2 separate regions of the Mus musculus genome follow, and region 1 is linked to region 2. Evidence: chromatin contacts called from public HiChIP or PLAC-seq data. All regions are on one chromosome and are shown on one strand. Each heading gives the region's core, a stretch centred on a gene start, on an enhancer-like site or on the middle of the called end of the contact. The rest is flanking DNA. Distances are from core to core; before and after follow the strand shown. Region 1 has its middle 24 kb from the start of Sos1. Region 2 overlaps Dhx57 (DEAH (Asp-Glu-Ala-Asp/His) box polypeptide 57).

Region 1 (6,018 bases), core at 605-3,104, 250 kb before region 2:
CATTAACAACCTTCACAACAGCAGTCCTCAACCTTCCTAATGCTGTGACCCTTGAATACAGTTCTTCATGTTGCAGTGGCCCCAAACCATAAAATTATTTTGTTGCTACTTCATAAATGTAATTTTGCTACTGCTATGAATCATAGTGTAAATATCTGATATGCAGGATGTCTGATATGAGACCTCCAAAGGGGTAGTGACTCACAGGTTGAGAACCACTGCTCTACAAGAACATGTTTTTAAACTTTATGCATGTGCACATGTGTGTGTGTACAGGTGTGTACATAGGAGTATATATAGGTGTGCAACAGCCCCAGGATGTTTTTTACAAGTAGGTACATTTTACCCATAGTGGCCATATCTCCGGGGCTCGCATGTGGCCAATGGCCTCTGTATAGACAACACAGCTCTAGGGAGTTGGACTTTAAATGGGATTTGTCTTCCTTATTTCCAGTGTCATTCCTAACATGTGTAGTTTCTATGGGAATAGTGTATTGAGAACAAACAGTCATAGAATCTTTTACCAACAGTCTTTCAAACCCACAGGTCAGAAAGAACACCATCAGTGAAGATCAGCGTTCTGTGGGGTTCTGTTGAAAATAGGCTGGAGATTTGGGGGGTTTTGCTACTTCAAAATCCTTCATCTGTTTTCTTAGTTGGATGCAGTCTGAAGGAATCTTGAAGCAGATGAAATAAGTCGCTAAGACCTTAGAAGTAGACTGTCACCAGCACTGTGCTCTCCCAACCCACTTGGATGTCACTTCTCAGAAACTGAGCCAACTGCTCCATCATAGCCCTGCCGCCGAGAGTTGGCCACCCAGACAGCCATGCTGTGCCTACCCCACCATCGCCCCTCCCAGGGCCCCCTCTGCTCTGACCTAAGCTGAGTAAGTTGTTAACCCGGGAGAATATGAGGACGGGTAGTCATCAGGTTCCGGTTCTCATCAAGGGGAGGCTGCTAGCTTTACCCAGTCTTCTTCCTCCCTTTTGGCTTGAATAGGGACGACTAAATTAACCTCGGAGGGCGCCCATCACTAAGCTCCCTCCGCTGAGGATGTAGCTCAGGGGTGGCGTGCTTACCTAACATGTGTGGGTCCATCACTTCTACCACCAGTGCTACAAATGAACATTGAACATACGGGACCCATGAATGTTTATGGATGCCCACTCATCTAGACCTTTTACCTTGGACTGTTGGTTACATGACAGAGAAGAAAACATCCACGTAGCTCGAATGCCTGGATTTGGGAGTCTCCAAGGGATAAATATTTTTACTCTGATTCAATTACTTCAGCTACTCAGCATTGACCACCATTTCCTTAGGTACACGGCTACAGCTGTTTGAAAGCTCCTTAATGTGTCATGAGACTTGAATACCAAGCCAGACATCGGTGAGTCACTCTGGGAAAGCTGGGAAAGGAAGGAAATCAGGCGGAGGCCTGTATTAGCAAGGAAGTGTTAGCCTCCTCACCAGCGTTATCTCTCCACTGCTCACCTGCTTCATCTGCCCAGGGCTTCAGCCTGTAAGAAAACCCTTTGGGCTATTGTTTATCTGATGGCTGGTCTACTTTGCTTTCTGTTGCCATGATAAACACAGCAACCAAAAGCAACTAAAGAGGGCAGGGTTTGTTTCTGTTTACACTTTCACAGTCCACCACTAAGGAAAATCATAGCAGGACCTGAAAGAGAAATGACAAAGGAATGCCACTTACTGAATGCTCTCACTCTCAGCTATCTAGCTTACACAGCCAAGAACCACCTGCCTAGGGATGGCACCGCCCACAGTGGACTGAGCCCTCTCACACCAATTAGCAATCAAGAAAATGCCCCACAGACACGTCATAGGGCAATCTGATCTAAGCAATCCCACACTTGGCAACTCTGTCAGATAACTGTGTCAAGTTGACAGCTGACGCTAACTAGGACAATGGCCGATAGTGGGAATGTTAATTTCCTTTATCAGAATTTTGTCTGCCTGGGCCTTGTTGGAGTTTGACTGCAGAGCTTTGCATATTGCTAGGCAAGAGTTCTACTTAGCTGAAGTAAATAATTTCCTTTCTTTTTCTGAGGACAACCTGTAAACGTTGGTTCTCTCCACCACATGGCTCCCAGGGATTGAACCTTGGTCCTCAGGCTTGGCAGCAAGGACCTTTATCTGCTGGTCCACCTTGCCAGCCCAGAAAATCTTGTTTGTACACAGAATGCTAGAAACAAATGACAAAAATATTTTCAACATCTGAGTCATTTGGCTATAACAGATGCCACGCATGAGGCACCAAGAGCAAGTGTTAGCTCAGAGCAAGCTCAGTTCTTTTTTTTTTTTTTTTAAGATTTGTTTATTGTTATATGTAAGTACACTGTAGCTGTCTTCAGACACACCAGAAGAGGGGATCAGATCTCATTACAGGTGGTTATGAGCCACCATGTGGTTGCTGGGATTTGAACTCAGGACCTTCGGAAGAGCAGTCAGTGCTCTTACCCTCTGAGCCATCTCTCCAGCCCGCAAGCTCAGTTCTTACCAGGCTCTCTCCACCACACTTTTCAAACTTCCTAAGAGCTAGTCCCTCACCACTACTTATTGCATTACATTAATGACACTTCATGACTACATCATGACTATTTCCTTTTCCTGGATTCTGAAAACAGTTATCCTCACTTGGAGTATAAAATGGCATTCTGAGTGGCTGATGGTAAGCTCTTTGTTTTAGTTTCTTTTCTGGTCTTGTGATTAAAAACACTCTGATCTCAAGAAACTTTGGGGAGGAAAGGGCTTATTCAGCTTACAATTCCGGGTCGTAGTCTATCACTGAGGGAAGTCAGCAGGCCCCGCTAAGCAGGAACTTGAAGGCAGGCACGGTTCTATTCCATGCTGACCTAGGAATTGACTTTATAGCCAAAGAAATATAGAGCAAGAACCATGGAAGATGCTGCTGGCTGTCTCACAGCCCAGCTTATACCCGCTAGCTTTACTACACAGTTTAGGACCACATGTAGGGATGGCTGGGCCCTGCAGTGTGCTAGGTCCTTCTGCATGAATCAACCAACTGAAGGCAGTCCCTTACAGACACAACCACAGGGCCAATCTTACCTAGGCAACTCTCCAGTTGACTCTAGGCTGTGTCAAGTTGACAGTTAAAACTAACCAGGTCACTGTGCATAACCCTTTGCACATCTGTCTGTGGTATATGTGTATGTATGGAGTTTGTATAGGTGTCCAGGTGTCCAGGTGTCCAGGTGTCCAGGTGTCCAGGTGTCCAGGTGTCCAGGAGTCCAGGTGTCCAGGTGTACAGGTGTGCTCTCCCACCTGTATGTGTATAGAAGGTAAAGGTCACCGTGGGGTATCTTCCACGATCTCTTTCTACATTGTTTTTGGAGACAGGGGAATCTCCCTGAACCTGGAGCTTACGTGGCTTTTTATGTGGATTCTAGGGATCTGAACCCAAGTTCCCATGCTTGCAAGGCAAGAACATTCTTGCCTGAGCCATTTCTCCAGCTGAATTCTTACATTAAGTTTCTGTGTTTCTCGTGGCTCAGCCCTGCCCTAAACTACCTGTGAGGCTAACATTCCCAATGGATTAAAACTGTATTCCAAATGGATTTTTAAGGTTAGTAAAATTAAATCCTTTATTTTCTCTGTGGTGCTAGGATTTAGCCAGGTGAATCCAGGGCCTTGCACAGACCATGTGAGCCCTCAGCCATGGAGCTATAGCCCCAGCTGGAATACTTTCACTTCTACTTTTTTCTTTGTTAATATTTTGTCTTTTTGTTTTTGTTTTTGTTTTTGTTTGTTTGTTTGTTTGTTTTTTGAGACAGGGTTTCTCTGTGTAGCCCTGGCTGTCCTGGAACTCACTTTGTAGACCAGGCTGGCCTCGAACTCAGAAATCCACCTGCCTCTGCCTCCCAAGTGCTGGGATTAAAGGCGTGCGCCACAACACCCGGCTTTTTCTTTTTTCTTTTTCTTTTATTTCTGTCTCTCTTTTTTCCTCATAACATAACAGAAGGGGGAAATACTATTATAAATAAATAATGACTTTTAAATTTAATTATTTTTGTTTTTGTTTTGAGAGAATCTCTCTCTATGTACCCCTCCTTTCTTCAACCACCTCCCAAGAACTGATATGATGGGAAGGGTGGCTCATAATCAAATGTTATTAAAAAACAAATGAGTGAACTTGGACAACATTCTTCTAAGTGAGAGCGGCCAGGTATAACAACCAAGAACACACGGCTCTGTCTGTGTGCTGTCTAGAATAGCCAAAGTTCCAGCAAGAGCAGAAGAATGGTTTTCAGAGACTGGGAGGCCTGTGGAGGGAGGGAAGTTATCGTTTGATAAGGACAGTTCACATTCAGGCCAACAAGAACACTCTGGGACTGGACAATGGTGATAGCCACACAAAACCGTGAATACCTAACTCTGTTCGATTCCATTTGGGCGGTGCGTACCTGCAAACCAAGCATTTGGGAGACTGAGGCAGGAGCCACTGTGAGCTACCCAGTGACATCAAGGCTATCCTGGGCTATATGATGAGCTCCCATCTCAAACAAGACAAAATAAAACAAAACCCCAAGACAAAAACAGCTAAAAGCTGCTTAAATGGAAGTCAGCACGGTGTGCATGGGTAGAATTACACAGCATGCATGCAGAGGGCCAAGGCAGGAAGACTGAGTTTGGAGTTGAGTCTGTGCTATATAGTGTGAGATCCATACCCAATAAAATTGCTCGATGGGCATTTGGTTTGGTTTGGTTTGTTTGTCTTTTACCACAATTTTAAAAGGGGGAAAAAAAGGTATTTTGATGATTTTGTAATCCCAGCATTCACTTGGGGAATTAAAGCAAGTTCAAAGTTGTCATGGATTTCAGAGTGACACCTTGTCTCAACACACACACACACACACACACACACACACACACACACACACCAAACAAAAAGCCCCACAGAACAAACCAAAATTTTAACAATAAAAATTTAAAGGCAAGAAAAAGAGGAGCTGTTGGTGCATACAGCCACATAGGTGAATTTGAAGTGTTGTAGAAATCAGGTTGAATGAAAGTTCCAAACACAAAGGTCTGTGTAAGTTCACTTAATGTAAATGTAAATATGTAAACTATAGTTAAATATAATTATAGGCAGCTGTTGGTTTAGACTGCCTGTCCCAGACCCCACTAATGTGGAATTGGAGCTGAAGTTCCACTCACCAAACCCAAATTAATTTGCTAGACTTTCCCAGAAATCAGAAGGAAGAAATAATATTCAAATCCCCCCAAGCAGGCCAGTTTCAGCACCGTAAGGAAGTGTCCTCTGAGCTAACCCTATGAGGAAGGTAACTTCTCAATGCCCAGTCCCTCTGTTTCTATTTCTACTTTCTTCAGCCCCTTTTCTGCCTATAGAGAAACCACTTCCTCTGCTCAGCACATTGCAAGATACTTTAGTTTGTTTATTCATTTATTATGTGTATGTGTGTGTGCACATACACATACAGGAACTGGTGTGCACTGAATACGTGCCACTGAATTTGAGGTTGTGAGCTGTTTGATGTGGGTCTTGGGAACTCATCCTGGCTCCTCTGCAAGAACAGTAAGGCCTCTGGATTGTTGAGCTATCTCTCCATCCCCCCTTAGAAAGACTGTCTGTCTGTCTGTTCATGTTCTCCTCTCTCTCCCTCTCCCTCGCTCCCTCCCCCTCCCCTCCCCCTCTCTCCTTTCAAACTCCTAACCCTCCCCACTTGCTCCCCAGGGCTTAGATAAGAGGTTTGCACTAGCACAGCTGGCTTGGAACATCTTTTGCAACTTTGTTTCCTTTTTCCAATGGGCTAGTGAGAAGAGAAAGACAGCTACTAGGAAACCTAATGTTTTAGGTTTCTTTTCTTAGTCTTGAGACAGAGGCTAATGTAACCTCCTCTGGCTTGGAACTCTTTGAGTAGCTGTGGGGCGACCTTGAACTTCTGGTCTTCCTCCCTCCACCTCTCTAGTCCTTGGATTAAAGTCAGGCCACACCACATTCAGTTCATTTGGTGCTA
Region 2 (5,820 bases), core at 1,552-4,051:
ACCTTGAACTAATAGAGGCCTTGTTAGAGTGGATTGTAGACGGCAAGCACGCCTACCCTCCAGGTAACACTCCCTTCTCAGGCCCAGTGATGCACATATGGAACACGTGGTCCTTTACAAGCTACAAGTCTGCTCTTGAGTGGGTTGCCTCTATGTCCTCATTACAGGCCATCCTATCTGTGATTTTCTCCTCACATTTACTCTGCATAGCATGACAAGTACTTGACACTGTCTGAAACTATTTTGCTTCCTGACCCATCTCCTCTCAGTAGTATATAAACTTAAGAGCAAGGATTTTGCTGGGTAGAAGCAGAAGCAGGGAGATCTCTGAGTTTGAGGCCAGGCTTTTCTACAGATCGAGTTCCAGGACAGCCAGAGCTATGCAGACAGACCCTGTCTTGACAAACCAAAACAAAAAGAGCAGGGCTTTCTTGTTCTCCTGTATCTCTTAGCTCCTAGGAAAAGGCATGGAACATCTAAGTATAGAACTTTTTTAATTAAGACAGGGTCTCACTTTGAGGTTCTAGGTAACCTAGAACTCATTATGTAGACCAGGCTGGCCTTGAATTCACAAAAAGCCACCTGCCTCTGCCTTTTAAATGCTGGGATTAAAGGTGCACACCACCATGCCTAACTAAAAAAATTTTTGTTGAAGGGTTGGGTGCTGATTGAGTGGAATAATAGATCGATAAAAGACTTTATATGCTCACTACATAGTACTTAGGAGCAATGGTAATGGCTGCTCTCTCAGTTTAGACTTTACCTTCATGATGTTTTCTAAGGAAACTTGAAAGCCATGCAAATTACTAAGTTCCTTATTAATTCTTCTCTTGGCAAGTGGCCAGGTGTTGCTAATGCATTATCAATAGACTGGTGGCTTGGTTTCATTCCAAAGAAAAATATATTTTTAAAACAAACATTCCAGCCAGAAAGAAATTTTAGAAAATTACCAAAACTCACGAGGCATGGTGGCACATGCTTTTAATCCCAGCCCTTGGGAGGAAGAGGCAGACAGGTCTCTGAGTTCAAGGCCACCCTGGTGGACATAGCAACAGGCAGTTCCAGGTTAGCCAGGAATACACAGTGAGACCCTGCCTCACAAACAACAACAAAACAAACAAACAACAACAAAAGAATCAGTGATATATTTGTGAATATGAGAACTATTCCTGACAGGTGGCCAAGCCATGAGGGAGGAATAGATAACAATAAAGTAGACAAAAATAGACAATTTCCTATCTATCTATCTATCTATCTATCCATTGTCTTACCACTCTTAAGTTGTGTGTCAATTTAGTGCAAAGGAGCGTGGAATGGATCTGAGGCCAGAAAATGAAAGTCTGTATCAAGGCAGGCAGCTTGCCAGTGAAGGCCTAGCCAAGGGCTGAGGAGTGTCTCCTACTGATGCCCTTCCTATGTAGGGTGCTTGTGAAGGCCAAGTGAGGTAATGTGTGTGGAAAAAATAAAATTCCTGTGCTGTTTGGCCCTCCTCTGTTTTTGTGATGGTTTCGACTCCTTTCCTTGTTTCCTGAGGAGAGTGAGACATGACGGTAGGTAATGAGTTCAGGAGATGTGTTTTACATCCATGCTGCACAGCTGGCTGGCACAGGCACTCTGCTTCATGTGTGAGCCTGAGGGGACCTTAGTGAAGAGGTTATGTGCCTTCATGAATGAAGCACAAGAGGAAGCTGGGGATGGAGGCTCATGCCTGTAACCCAGTACATGGGCCATTGAGGCAGGAGACGCTACATAGGCTAAAGGACAGCCTGAACTACCAAGTGAGATTTGGTCTCAGCAATCTACAGAAGCAACTATTGGGGAAAGACTGCGGTTAGGACAGAAACATGCTATAATCTCTTATTGTTGCTTATTTTCTTTAATGGACAATATTGAAGGTCCTCAGTGATTAATAAGGCATGGCTAGTTAGTATACTGTCTCTTTCAAATGTGTCTAAACCTTAGATAACCAGATAAGGCCACCGTTATAGTTTCTGTTTCGTTTTGTTTTGTTTTTATCATAGCCAGTAAAATGTCTGATCTCATTAACAGAACAATCTTCTGGTCTAAAAGGTTACTTTCCTACAGTAGAAACAGATAACGATGGCCCGGTCCTGAAGTATGCTTAAGAGCTTAACTGGGTCTGATGTGTGCAAGGCATTTGCTTTGGTTCTCAGATGTTTTGGAACACACATGCACACACACGCACATACACAGAGCTTGGCTTGTGCTTCTTGTATAACTTAAGCATGCTTTTCTATACCTCAGTTTTCTATTGGAAAGGGGTAAGACTATTTTGTCCTTATTAAATCAGAGTATATACAAAAAATGTGATTTCATATTCATTTAAATACTGACGTTTTCCAAAGAAAAGCTGATAGTGAAAAGTTACCAGATTGTAGGTTTAAAAACAATCTTGTGACCTCTGTTAGCTTTCCTTGATCGTTCGTTCATTTGTTTGTTTGTTTGTTTATTCGTTCTTTATTCCCAGGCGCTGTCCTTGTGTTCTTACCAGGGCTGGCAGAAATCAAGATGCTTTATGAGCAGCTACAGTCTAACTCTCTTTTCAACAACAGACGCAGTCACCGGTAAGCCACTTGCTTTTTATCTGCAGTCATACACTGCAGCCATCGCTGGAGATGAAGAGCTGGAGGTCCCTACGGGCGGCCGGCCTCACCCTCCTTAGACTGTGATGTCACCTCGCAAGCATGCGATTGTTTATGCCAGCTAGAAAGGGGAGACCTCTGTGCTCCAGGAACTGTTCCTGCACTCCGTCAAGGACAGACATTTGTCTTCACTTATCATAGTGACTCAGCAGAGCTGCGTGCAGTTTCAGTTGTCCGATTTCTGAGGAGGGAGAGCTGGAGCAAGCCAGCATTAATTCTAACAAAGAAAGGCTGCCGTTTTGAGAGATCACTGGATGTGCCGTCACATAGGAGGGCAAAGCTAGCTAACAACTTAGCAATGACTGCCCTAGCTTGCATCACACTTCGCCCCCCTTTCCCTGGACTTAAGGCAAAAGAATATTCTTGGCTGGTTAGTTTGTTTTAGTCTCGTTACTTATAAAATATCATTCATTTATTCCTCTTGGTGGTTTACTACTGAATAACCCCAGAACGCTTCCCAGGTCGGTACAAGGTTTTTGTTTCTGGAAGACTGTATTTTATGAGAACAGAAGGAGCCCGCATACCTTGAAGAGCTAAGCCTTGAAAGCTGTGCTCAAAGCTGACAGATGCTGTCTTGGGATTTCCATTGATGAGAAGAGACACCATGACCATGGCAGCTCTTATGAGGGACAAGAGTTGACTAGGGCTAGCTTACAGGTTTAGAGGTTCAGTCAATTATCGTCATGGTAGGAAGCATGGCAGCCCCAGGCAGACAGGGTGCTGAGAAAGAGTTGAGAGTTCTATATCTTCACCCAAAGACAGCAGGAGGAAATGTGTCTAGCTCTCACTGGCCTGACTTAAGTATACAAATGAGACCTCAAAGCCCCACCTCCACAGTGACAGACTTCCTCTAACAAAGCTACACCTCCAATAAGGCCACACCCCCTAATAGTGCCACTTCCCATGGGCCAAGCATATTCAAACCGCCACAACTCTTGAAGTCATTTAATTAATTTCAGTAGAACTGTACCCAGCAAGGTCGGTCAGTCTCAAAGGCTCATGCCCGAGTCCTTACTGTGCTGCACTTCCTTTTAGATGTGTAATTCACCCGCTGCACTCATCATTATCCAGCGAAGAGCAGCAGGCGGTGTTTGTGAAACCTCCAATGGGTGTAACTAAGATTATCATTTCCACCAACATTGCTGAGACGTCTATAACCATTGATGATGTTGTGTATGTCATCGATTCTGGGAAGATGAAAGAAAAGAGGTAGGTGAAGTAACAGAGGGACTAACCTCTTTTAGGATAACACGGCTCTTAATGGTTACTGCCACGGTGCTCTAAAGGAATATTGTATGTGGTTCCATGGCCAGCGTCATGAATGTGAAAGTCAAACACGGATGCACAATCACAAGCAATGGATTCATTTTCCCAGGTGACTTTTCCATGAGCTTGGATGAGAAGGAAATGGCTAAAGCAAGTGTGTGTGGTGTCTGACGGACCTAAGTCATCACAGCAGTAATTACACCATGGTCCCACAGTAGACCGGACCTAAGTCATCACAGCAGTAATTACACCACGGTCCCACAGTAGACCAGACTGTACAGCTCAGGAATAAGGTGGAAGATCACTTGTCTGTGCCCCGTCGTCTTGACAACATTCTTAAATGTAGCTCAGTAAAGCACTTGCAGGAACTATGCTCAATCCCCAGAACCACACTTAAGAAGGAAGGAAGAGCCGGGCAGTGGTGGCGCACGCCTTTGATCTCAGTGCTCAGGAGGCAGAGGCAGGTGGATCTCTGTGAGTTGGAGGACAGCCAAGGCTACACACAGAAACCATGTCTCAAAAGGAAGGCGGGGAGGGAGGGGGAAGCTGGGAAAGAGGGAGAGGGGAAGGGGAGAGAGAGGGAGAGAATGAAAGAAAGAGAAAGAAGAGAAAAGAAAGAAAGAGGGGAGAGAAGGAGGGATTGAAGGAAGAAAAGAGAAGAGAAAAAAGAAAAAGAAAAGAAAAGAAAAAAGCTAGAGGTGGCACCATGCACTTGTATCATCCGTTCTGGGGAAGGAGAGACAGGAGAATCACTGATGTTCACTGGTCAGCCAGCCTACCCCACTGGGCGAGTCCCAGGCCTGTAAGAGGGACCTTGTCTCAGAGAGAAAGACTAATGGAGGGGGTGGAGAGAGATAGTGTCTGAAGAATTACTCATGCACACAGAATCACTCAAGCTTGCATTTCCTTTTCCTTTCCAGATACGACGCAGGCAAAGGAATGGAAAGTCTAGAGGACACGTTCGTGTCTCAGGCCAACGCTCTGCAGAGGAAAGGCCGAGCTGGCCGAGTCGCATCAGGGGTCTGCTTCCACTTGTTCACGAGCCACCACTACAACCACCAGCTTCTGAAGCAGCAGCTCCCAGAAATCCAGCGAGTGCCCCTGGAGCAGCTGTGCCTCAGGTTATGTCCCAGTGGGCCCCCCTCTGCTTGCCTGGGCCCCGCTCCTCCTCCTATTTAAGTTTCATGATCTTTTTCCTAGCAGGACATTGTGCTGAGAGTAGAGTGCATGAAGTCACCATTTGCAGAAAGCACATCAGTGTGGCCCCCTCCTCCCATGTAACTCTGCACACAGAGACTTTCACATCCTCAAGAAGACATTTCTAAATTAGGAAAGTAACTTGACTTGCCAGGGACTTCCTGCCAGAGGACACAAGTATCACAGTATGCCAGGGAAAAATCTACAGCCTCATTATCAGTTAGAGAAAAGTAAACAAAACTTACAACACCATTGTTAGCTAATGAACAAATGTCATAAAATGGGATTTAGTAAGTAGTTGAACAGATTCAATATTATATGAGCTAAAGAATTTTTAATTCAATGTTTATGAAAAATTGCTTGATGATATAAGAATTGCAAAATATCCATACTCTTTTATCCAGTTGTTAACTTAAAAAGGGAAATAAAATAACCAAGGCTACAGTAAGGCTTAGTTGTATAGAGCTCTTTTTAAGTGCTATGCACGGTGGTCAAGCCCTCTGCCCCGTGCTCTAATCCACTCTGGCTCCTGCCAGCGTAGTTCATCATTTATTCCTTCTTACAGTTTCACTACATTCGTCACTGTCAGGGCATGGCTACAGGGAAATGCCTCAAGAGAGAAAGCCAAGCACCAAATACATGTACTTTAATGACAGACAGCTGTCTTATTTGAGCTGATAACACCAAAAGAGAC

What was found. HiChIP or PLAC-seq counts read pairs in DNA pulled down with a chosen protein or histone mark.
Region 1: an HNF4G HiChIP or PLAC-seq map of pancreatic cancer cells shows a contact between it and region 2. The contact joins two enhancer-like sites. A contact is called at or near these places in 2 of 115 datasets of contacts at active chromatin or transcription factors (embryonic stem cells and pancreatic cancer cells) and 1 of 9 other capture datasets (liver).

The regions. Positions count from the first base shown.
Region 1 is chr17:80,501,352-80,507,369 of GRCm38.p6, reverse strand. No RefSeq gene overlaps it. Among named protein-coding and RNA genes, the nearest start is that of Sos1, 24 kb to the right of the region's middle. Within about 2 kb of position 1,854, at least 27 of the 459 cell types and tissues checked have an H3K27ac peak or open chromatin away from gene starts, as enhancers often do. A contact at or near this core is called in pancreatic cancer cells, where this site is marked.
Region 2 is chr17:80,252,317-80,258,136 of GRCm38.p6, reverse strand. Dhx57 (DEAH (Asp-Glu-Ala-Asp/His) box polypeptide 57) reads left to right here. Exons shown (of 24, transcript NM_001163759.1): 13 at 1-63; 14 at 2,489-2,585; 15 at 3,699-3,872; 16 at 4,850-5,050. Among named protein-coding and RNA genes, the nearest start is that of Gm52289, 23 kb to the right of the region's middle. Within about 2 kb of position 2,801, at least 144 of the 459 cell types and tissues checked have an H3K27ac peak or open chromatin away from gene starts, as enhancers often do. A contact at or near this core is called in pancreatic cancer cells, where this site is marked.